Regions from separate parts of the Sus scrofa genome. Here region 1 is linked to region 2. Evidence: chromatin contacts called from public HiChIP or PLAC-seq data. All regions are on one chromosome and are shown on one strand. Each heading gives the region's core, a stretch centred on a gene start, on an enhancer-like site or on the middle of the called end of the contact. The rest is flanking DNA. Distances are from core to core; before and after follow the strand shown.

Region 1 (3,438 bases), core at 649-3,148, 72 kb before region 2:
AAATTCTGTGTGGATCTAACCCCAAAGAGCATATCAAAGACTCTGAGAACTGAACTAAGGAAAAGACTACAGATCAGGGAGAGAGCTGTCCAGTCATGCAAAGGCTTTGATAACAAAACTTACAATGAAATCACAAGCCAATAAAGGCTCATTGGAACTTGTAGTCTATATCCAACCAGGTTTATTGCTCGCCAAAACAATATCAACACTGCCCATAAGATTTAAATAAGAACCAGCATCTCATTAATATTCAAAATGTCCAGGATATAACCCACAATTACTAGGCGTACAAAGCACCATGACAATTTCAATCCAAGGAAGTTCCTGGGGTGGCTTGGCAGTAACGAGCCTGACTAGTATCCATGAGGATGTAGGTTTGATCCCTGGCCCTGCTTAGTGGATTAAGGATCCAGAGTTGCCATGAGTTTTGGTATTGGTCACAGATGTGGCTCAGATCCTGTATTGCTGTGGATGTGGTACAGGGCGGCAGCTGCAGCTCCGATTTGACCCCTAGCCTGGGAACTTCCATATGCTGCAGGGTGTGACCCTAAAAAGCAAAAAAAAAACTTCAATCCACATAGGAAAACAAAACTAATAATGTCAGTGTTGACAAGACACTGATGTTAGAATTATCTGACAAAGACTTTAAAGTAGCCATTAAAAAAATGCTCTAGGAGTTCCTGCTGTGGTGCAATGGGTCAATGATCTGACTTGTCTCTGTGGAGGTGCCAGTTTGATCCTTGGCCCAGTGTAGGCTGTAGTTCTGGCTCAGATTTGATCCCTGGCCCAGGAACTTACATATGCTGCAGGGGCAGCTGAAAAGAGAAGAAAAAAAATATATATATATATATATATATGAATACTCTTGAAATGAAAGAAAGTCTGAGAAAAGAAACTGAAGATATGAAGAGGTTCCAAGTGGAAATTTAGAACTAAAGAATACTACAACCAAAATAAAAGCTCAGTGGATGGGCTCAATAGCAGAATGGAAATGTCAGAGGAAAACAGTGAATTTAAAGAAAAGTCAATAGAAACTATGCAATCTGAGCAACAGAGAGGAAAAAGTTTGGAAAATATGAGAACCTTGGGAACCTGTGGGACTATACCAGAAGGTCTAAGATTGGTGTTATTACAGCTACAAAAGGAAAAAGTATGTGGTGCAGAAAAAATATATGAAGAAATAATGGCTGAAAATTCCCCAAATCTGATGAAAGACAAACCTGTAAATTTAGGATCCTCAGAGAAACCAAACATGATAAGCCCTAAGAAATCCATGCCTAGACAAATCATAATTACAACACTGAAAGCTAAAGAAAATCTTGTAAGTGGCCAGTGAAAAACGATGCATTACTTGCAGGAACAATGATTTGAGTGACTGTAGATTTTTCTCTATTTTTGTTTGACTGCGCCCACGGCATGTCGAAGTTCCTGCGCCAGGGATCAAACCTGCTCCACAGCAGTGACCAGAGTCACTGCAGTGACAATGCAGGATTCTTAACCCACTGCACCATAAGGGAACACCTGAATGACTGTAGATTTCTCATAGGCCAGGAGGAATAGGATAACTTCTTAAAGTGCTGCAAGAACTGAATCCCAAACCTGTTCTAGGGAGTTCCCGTCGTGGCTCAGTGGTTAACAAACCTGACTAGGATACATGAGGATACAGGTTCAATCCTTGGCCTCACTCAGTGGGTTAAGGATCTGGTGTTGCCATGAGCTGTGGTTTAGGTCACAGACTCAGCTCAGATCCTGAGTTGCTGTGACTGCGGTGTAGGCCGGCAGCTGTAGCTCTGATTTGACCTCTAGCCTGGGAACCTCCATATGCCAAGGGTGTGGCCCTAAAAGGGAAAAAAAAAAAAAAAAAAAGGAACTGATGTTGCTGAAGGCTGAAGTGTAGATTGCAGATGCGGCTTGGATCCTGTGTTACTCTGGCTGTGAATTAGGCCGGCTGCTATAGGTCCGATTTAACCCCTAGCCTGAGAACTTCCATATGCCATGGGTGCAGCCCTAAAAACAAACAAACCTGTTCTAAAATATTTGCCAAAGATAGAAGAGATATGATATAGAAGGAATCTTAAAACATCAGGAATGCAAGAAAAGCAAGGAAAATGCTAAATACCTGGGTAAATATAAATGACTTTTTCTCATCTCGAGTTCTTTAAAACAAGCTGATAAAATAACCTCTTGGATCTGGCGTTGCTGTGAGCTGTGGTGTAGGTCACAGATGCAGCTCTGATCCCGAGTTGCTATGGCTGTGGTGTGGGCTGGCCGCCTTAGCTCCAATTAGACCCCTAGCCGGGGAACCTCCATATTCCACGGGTGTGGCCCTAGAAAAGACAAAAAACCCAAAACAGAACAAAAAAAAAAACTCTTGGATGAGGTCGAATGGGGTTTTAAATGTATATAGATGTAATGTATAAGATAACTAAAACAGAAAGGGTAGAGAATAAAGGGACCTACATGGTAGTAAGGTTCTACACTGAACTTTTAGTAGTAAGGTATCAATTCAAAGGAGACAAGGAAAACTTAGCACGTGTTCTGAAATCACTAAAACAATGTCTAACAAAACTATACACAGAGATAACGGTCAAAAACACAGCAGCAGGGGAGTTCCTCTTGTGGCTCAGGGGGTTAAGGACCCAACACTGTCTCTGTGAGGATGTGGGTTGGATCCCTGCCTCAGTTAAGGATCTGGTGTTGCCATAAGCTATGGTGCAGGCCTCAGCTGCAGCTCTGATTCAACCCAAGAATTTCTATATGCCACAGGTGAGGTTGTAAAAACAAACAAAACAGTAGAGGGAGATCTCACAAAAACTGGCGAATCGGAAGCCTCACTGGTCAGTGCTTCCACAAAAAACCCATTAAACTGGGAAAAAAAACAAACTATTATCGTAATCAACTGTTTTGGAACTCTGGAACCTGATCAGACACTTAGAGCAACAAAGAGAGTTCTTCATGAAGAGGAAGGCTGCTAAAATTTGGTAAGAGAGCAGTGTGCACAAACCAACTACCATTCACCACTCCTCGGCTCCACTGTACTCATGGAGGGGCAGCCCGTTTTCTTGGAATGGCTGTATGGTGCCAAGGTGGGTAGTAAGGACCTTGCCTTCCAAAAATTTGAAGTTGTGCATTTTGGTTGGTCTTGGGGACTGGCTGAGGAACCAGCCCAGAGGCCTGTCTTTCTTTTGACCCTCTCAAATATTTAAAGAGACAGACATGCTTTTCTTTTTGGATCCAGACATAGAAGAAAATATCTATCAGGTTATTTGGCTTAGTCTGTTTCTTTGAGTTTTGAGAGTTATATTCTAAATATGTGATCTACAAATATTTTCTCCAAAATCCTGGCTTGTCTTTTCATTGTCTTGACTGTGTCATTGGTTGGCTGAAAAGTTTTAAACCCCCCTCACCCCTCTGCACTCGTGGCATGGGAAGGTTCCT
Region 2 (3,941 bases), core at 590-3,089:
CTGAACCCGCAACCTCATGGTTCCTAGTCGGATTCGTTAACCACTGCGCCACGACGGGAACTCCCCTGCTTTTACTTCTATTCTCACCAACTAAAAATCTTGGGGTAGTTATTGATTCTTTTTTTTTTTTTTTTTGTCTTTGTCATTTCTTGGGCCACTCCCATGGCATGTGGAGGTTCCCAGGCTAGGGGTCTAATTGGAGCTGTAGCTGCCAGCCTACACCAGAGCCACAGCAACGCAGGATCCGAGCCGAGTCTGTAACCTACACCACAGCTCATAGCAATGCCAGATCGTTAACCCACTGAGCAAGGCCAAGGATTGAATCCACAACCTCATGGTTCCTAGTCGGATTTGTTAACCACTGCACCATGACAGGAACTCCTATTGATTCTTTAATACTGTTACCAGATTAACTCAGTATTGGGTTTTTTTTTTTTTTTTTTTTTTTTTTCGGTCTTTTTGCCATTTGTAGGGCCGCTCCCGCAGCATATGGAGGTTCCCAGACTAGGGATCTAATCCGAGCTATAGCCGTGGCCAATGCCAGAGTCACAGCAATGCAGGTTCTGAGCCGCGTCTGCAACCTACACCACAGCTCCTGGCAATGCCAGATCCTTAAGCCACTGAGCAAGGTCAGGGATCGAACCTGCAGCCTCATGGTTCCTAGTCAGATTCATTAACCACTGCACCACGACAGGAACTCCTAACTCAATAGTTATTACAAATGCCTTTTGTGGTCATCCCTTTCACTGTAGTTTCATTGATATCTATCCTAGCCTAGGGTCTTAGATCTTACCTGGAGCAATGTGCCTCCAAGCATCTGGTCGTCACCCCACTTTCAATTTCTCTCCCCTCAGATTCATTCTACATGTTATACTGATTGTCCTCCTGTGCTGCTTTCTGGTATGTCACTTTTCTGCCCAGACTTCGATTGTTTACTATGTAGGGTATAAACACCTCTTGCGTAGCTTTCAGGTCTGTTCCCCTGCTCCAACTCCAGTCCTGTTCTTCAAACTGATCTCATTTTATTCTTCGTATACCTTGTGTTTTAGGGTATTTATTTGTCTGCTCTTAAAAGAGCCAAAATAACAATGGCTTAAAATCAAAGTTTCCGTCTCCTATAACAATCCAGGGATAAGCAGTTCCAAGCTAATATTGTGGTTCGATGGTTTTGAGAACTGGCACTCCAGTCCTGTTGTGCTCCCTAAAGTCTTTCCCTCAACTGCAAAGTTGAAGATAGTTTACCTCCATCATTTCCATATTCCAGCTGGTGGGGAGAAAAATGGGGAAAGGGGAAGAAGCTCCTGGGCCGGGGATCAAACCCCTGCCACAGCGGTGACCCAAACAGCTGAGTGACACTTGCTGGATCCTTAACCCACTGTGGCACAAGAGAACTCCTCACCTTCCTTTTAAGGGCATAAATTGGAAGCTGCATATATAATTTCTGCCTATGTTCTCATCGACAAGAACTTAATTGTAAGTCTACGCATAACTACATAGAGGCTAAATAATGCACCCAGTTCAACCACTGTGAAAGAAAAGGCAGCCCTGTTGCATCCTACATCTTGCTCAGTGGAGCACACACACATTGTATATACATCTATATAAATAGTATCTATCTGTGAAAACAAGGTTAGGAGAGTTAAGATTAGTTTTTAGTCAAGTAATATATGTGGGTGGTTAAAAGATAAAAGAGTGCAGAAGGGCTTATAATGGAAAAGAGCAATGACTTCCCCTGCCAGAGCAAACCGCTCTAAACTACGTATTTGGGTCTTCTGGTGATATCTCATGTCTCTTAATCATATGCTTAAACTGCTGTTTCTTTATCAACTTGCAACATCATCTGCTGACCTTCTGCCAAGATGGATGAGTTACACCCTATAAACTTACCTCCCTCCCTGCATATAGTTATATCATAATTTTTGCTTCCTCTTTTGTGGTTACCTTTGTAACTTTGAGTCAATATGTACTTTAACCTCAATTTCTTGTTCTATGATTTATAAACTGACAATGTCCCTTAACCTTTTTAAGAAAGGATATTCATTTTTCAAATCAATAGTGACTCTTTTACATTGTCAAAGTTGATAACGTTTCATTTTGTTCAAATCAGTGAATAAGTCATCTCCACTTTGATTTTTTTTTCCAACTTTTATGTTTAATGATCAGTGTTCATGCACTTTGTTGGTTTTAAGTGTTGAGAATTAATAATATCATTACCAACATTAATGACTGGGTCAACACTTTGCCGAGCTGTGCAGTGTGCTGTGAGTTTATTTCCTGCTCTTTGTTTCTAATATCACAGACCCCTCTACTATTAGAGAGGAATAATCACATGTTCCTTTTTTTTTTCTTTTGGCCTCGGCCATGGCATATGGAAGTTCCTGAGCCAAGGATTGACCCCCACACCACAACAACGACTAGAGCTGCTGCAGTGACAATGCAGGATCCTTAACCTGCTGTTCCACAGGAGAATTCCTGTTTTTCCTTTTTTTTTTTTTTTTTTTTTTTGAAAGTCATGCCACAGTTTACCTAAATGTGACTCTTGCATAGTACTTTTGTTTTTCTCCTTTTCTCCTGGAATTTGTCTCCCTCTTCACCCTTCCGCACTCCTCAAATTGAGGAGAGAAAGAGATAGCTTCTTTTATTACTTAGTTTTCTGCTTGGATTATATTGCATTCTCCTTTTTGAATTTGAATGACTTCTTATTTGGATCAGTTGCATATTTGGATCAACATTAGCCATTATTAGAATTATTTAATTAGAGTCCTTGGTCCTTAGGGTACAGGAAAATTGAGTATGGGTGGTTCTAAAGCTGTTCACTAATCCAGACAGCCTAATGGTAATTGTATGTTTACTCATAATTAGACTGTACACAAAAAGTGAAATGTTAAATTACTTTACTGTTTGCTAGAAATATTTCATGATATTGGCAGTTGTATATGACACATTATCAAAAGTGAGGAAATGATTTAGTAATTTAGTAAATGTGGCTTTCTTTAGGCATCTGGAATTCTGGGCAAAAGCAAATAATAACTTTATGGTGAAAATTTTGGAAGCTACCCAATAATAGTCTATTAAAGCTTTATCTTGAGCCTTATGTGTTCAGCTTTTTTGGGGGGTGGAGGTGGGGGTGGGCACGCCTGCAGCTTGTGGAAGTTCCTGAGCCAGGGACCAAACCTGTGCTACAGCTGCGACTGAGCCACAACAGTGACAACACCTGATCCTTAACCCGCTGTGCCACCAGGGAACGCCATCAGCTTTTTAATTAATAACTGGTGACATGCGTTTAAAACTATTTAGGGTTTTTTAGTGAATTCTCTGTGCCTTCCTGAGGAACAAAAACCAGGCAGGAGCATAACTCTCCCAGACTTCAGGCAATATTACAAGTGTGCAGTAATGAAAGAGGTGTGGTCCTGTTACAAAAACAGACATACAGACCAATGGAACAGAATAGAGAACCCAGGAATAAACCCAGACACCTATGATCAATCTTTGACAAAGGAGGCAAAACTATAAAATGGGAAAAAGATAGTCTCTTCAGCAAGTGGTGCTTGGAAAACTGGACAGCTGCATATAAATCAGTAAAACTGGAACATACCCTCACACCATGCACAAAAATAAACTCAGAATGGCTTAGAGACTTAAACACAAGGCAAGACATCATAAAACTCCTAGGAGAGAATATAGGCAAAACATTCTCTGACATCAACCATACAGATGTTTTCTTAGTAATACTAGTCAGTCTCCCAAAGCAATAGAAATAAAAACAAAAATAAACCAATGGGACCTAATCAAACTTACGAGCTTTTGCACAAAAAAGGAAACCATAAAGAAAAGGCAGCCTATGGAATGGGAAAAAATAGTTTCAAACGATGTATGAAAACAACCAAAGAAACTCACATAACAGTTTTGTAGATATATATTATCTAGCTAAAGGGAAGTAA

What was found. HiChIP or PLAC-seq counts read pairs in DNA pulled down with a chosen protein or histone mark.
Region 1: an H3K27ac HiChIP or PLAC-seq map of alveolar macrophages shows a contact between it and region 2. The contact joins two enhancer-like sites. A contact is called at or near these places in 1 of 5 promoter capture datasets (fetal liver), 1 of 47 Hi-C or Micro-C datasets (epiblast stem cells) and 1 of 2 datasets of contacts at active chromatin or transcription factors (alveolar macrophages).

The regions. Positions count from the first base shown.
Region 1 is chr1:16,311,246-16,314,683 of Sscrofa11.1, reverse strand. All of the region lies in intron 7 of LATS1 (serine/threonine-protein kinase LATS1), which reads right to left. Among named protein-coding and RNA genes, the nearest start is that of KATNA1, 18 kb to the left of the region's middle. Within about 2 kb of position 1,898, at least 1 of the 83 cell types and tissues checked has an H3K27ac peak or open chromatin away from gene starts, as enhancers often do. A contact at or near this core is called in alveolar macrophages, where this site is marked.
Region 2 is chr1:16,239,004-16,242,944 of Sscrofa11.1, reverse strand. All of the region lies in intron 1 of PCMT1 (protein-L-isoaspartate (D-aspartate) O-methyltransferase), which reads left to right. Among named protein-coding and RNA genes, the nearest start is that of PCMT1, 8.4 kb to the left of the region's middle. Within about 2 kb of position 1,839, at least 9 of the 83 cell types and tissues checked have an H3K27ac peak or open chromatin away from gene starts, as enhancers often do. A contact at or near this core is called in alveolar macrophages, where this site is marked.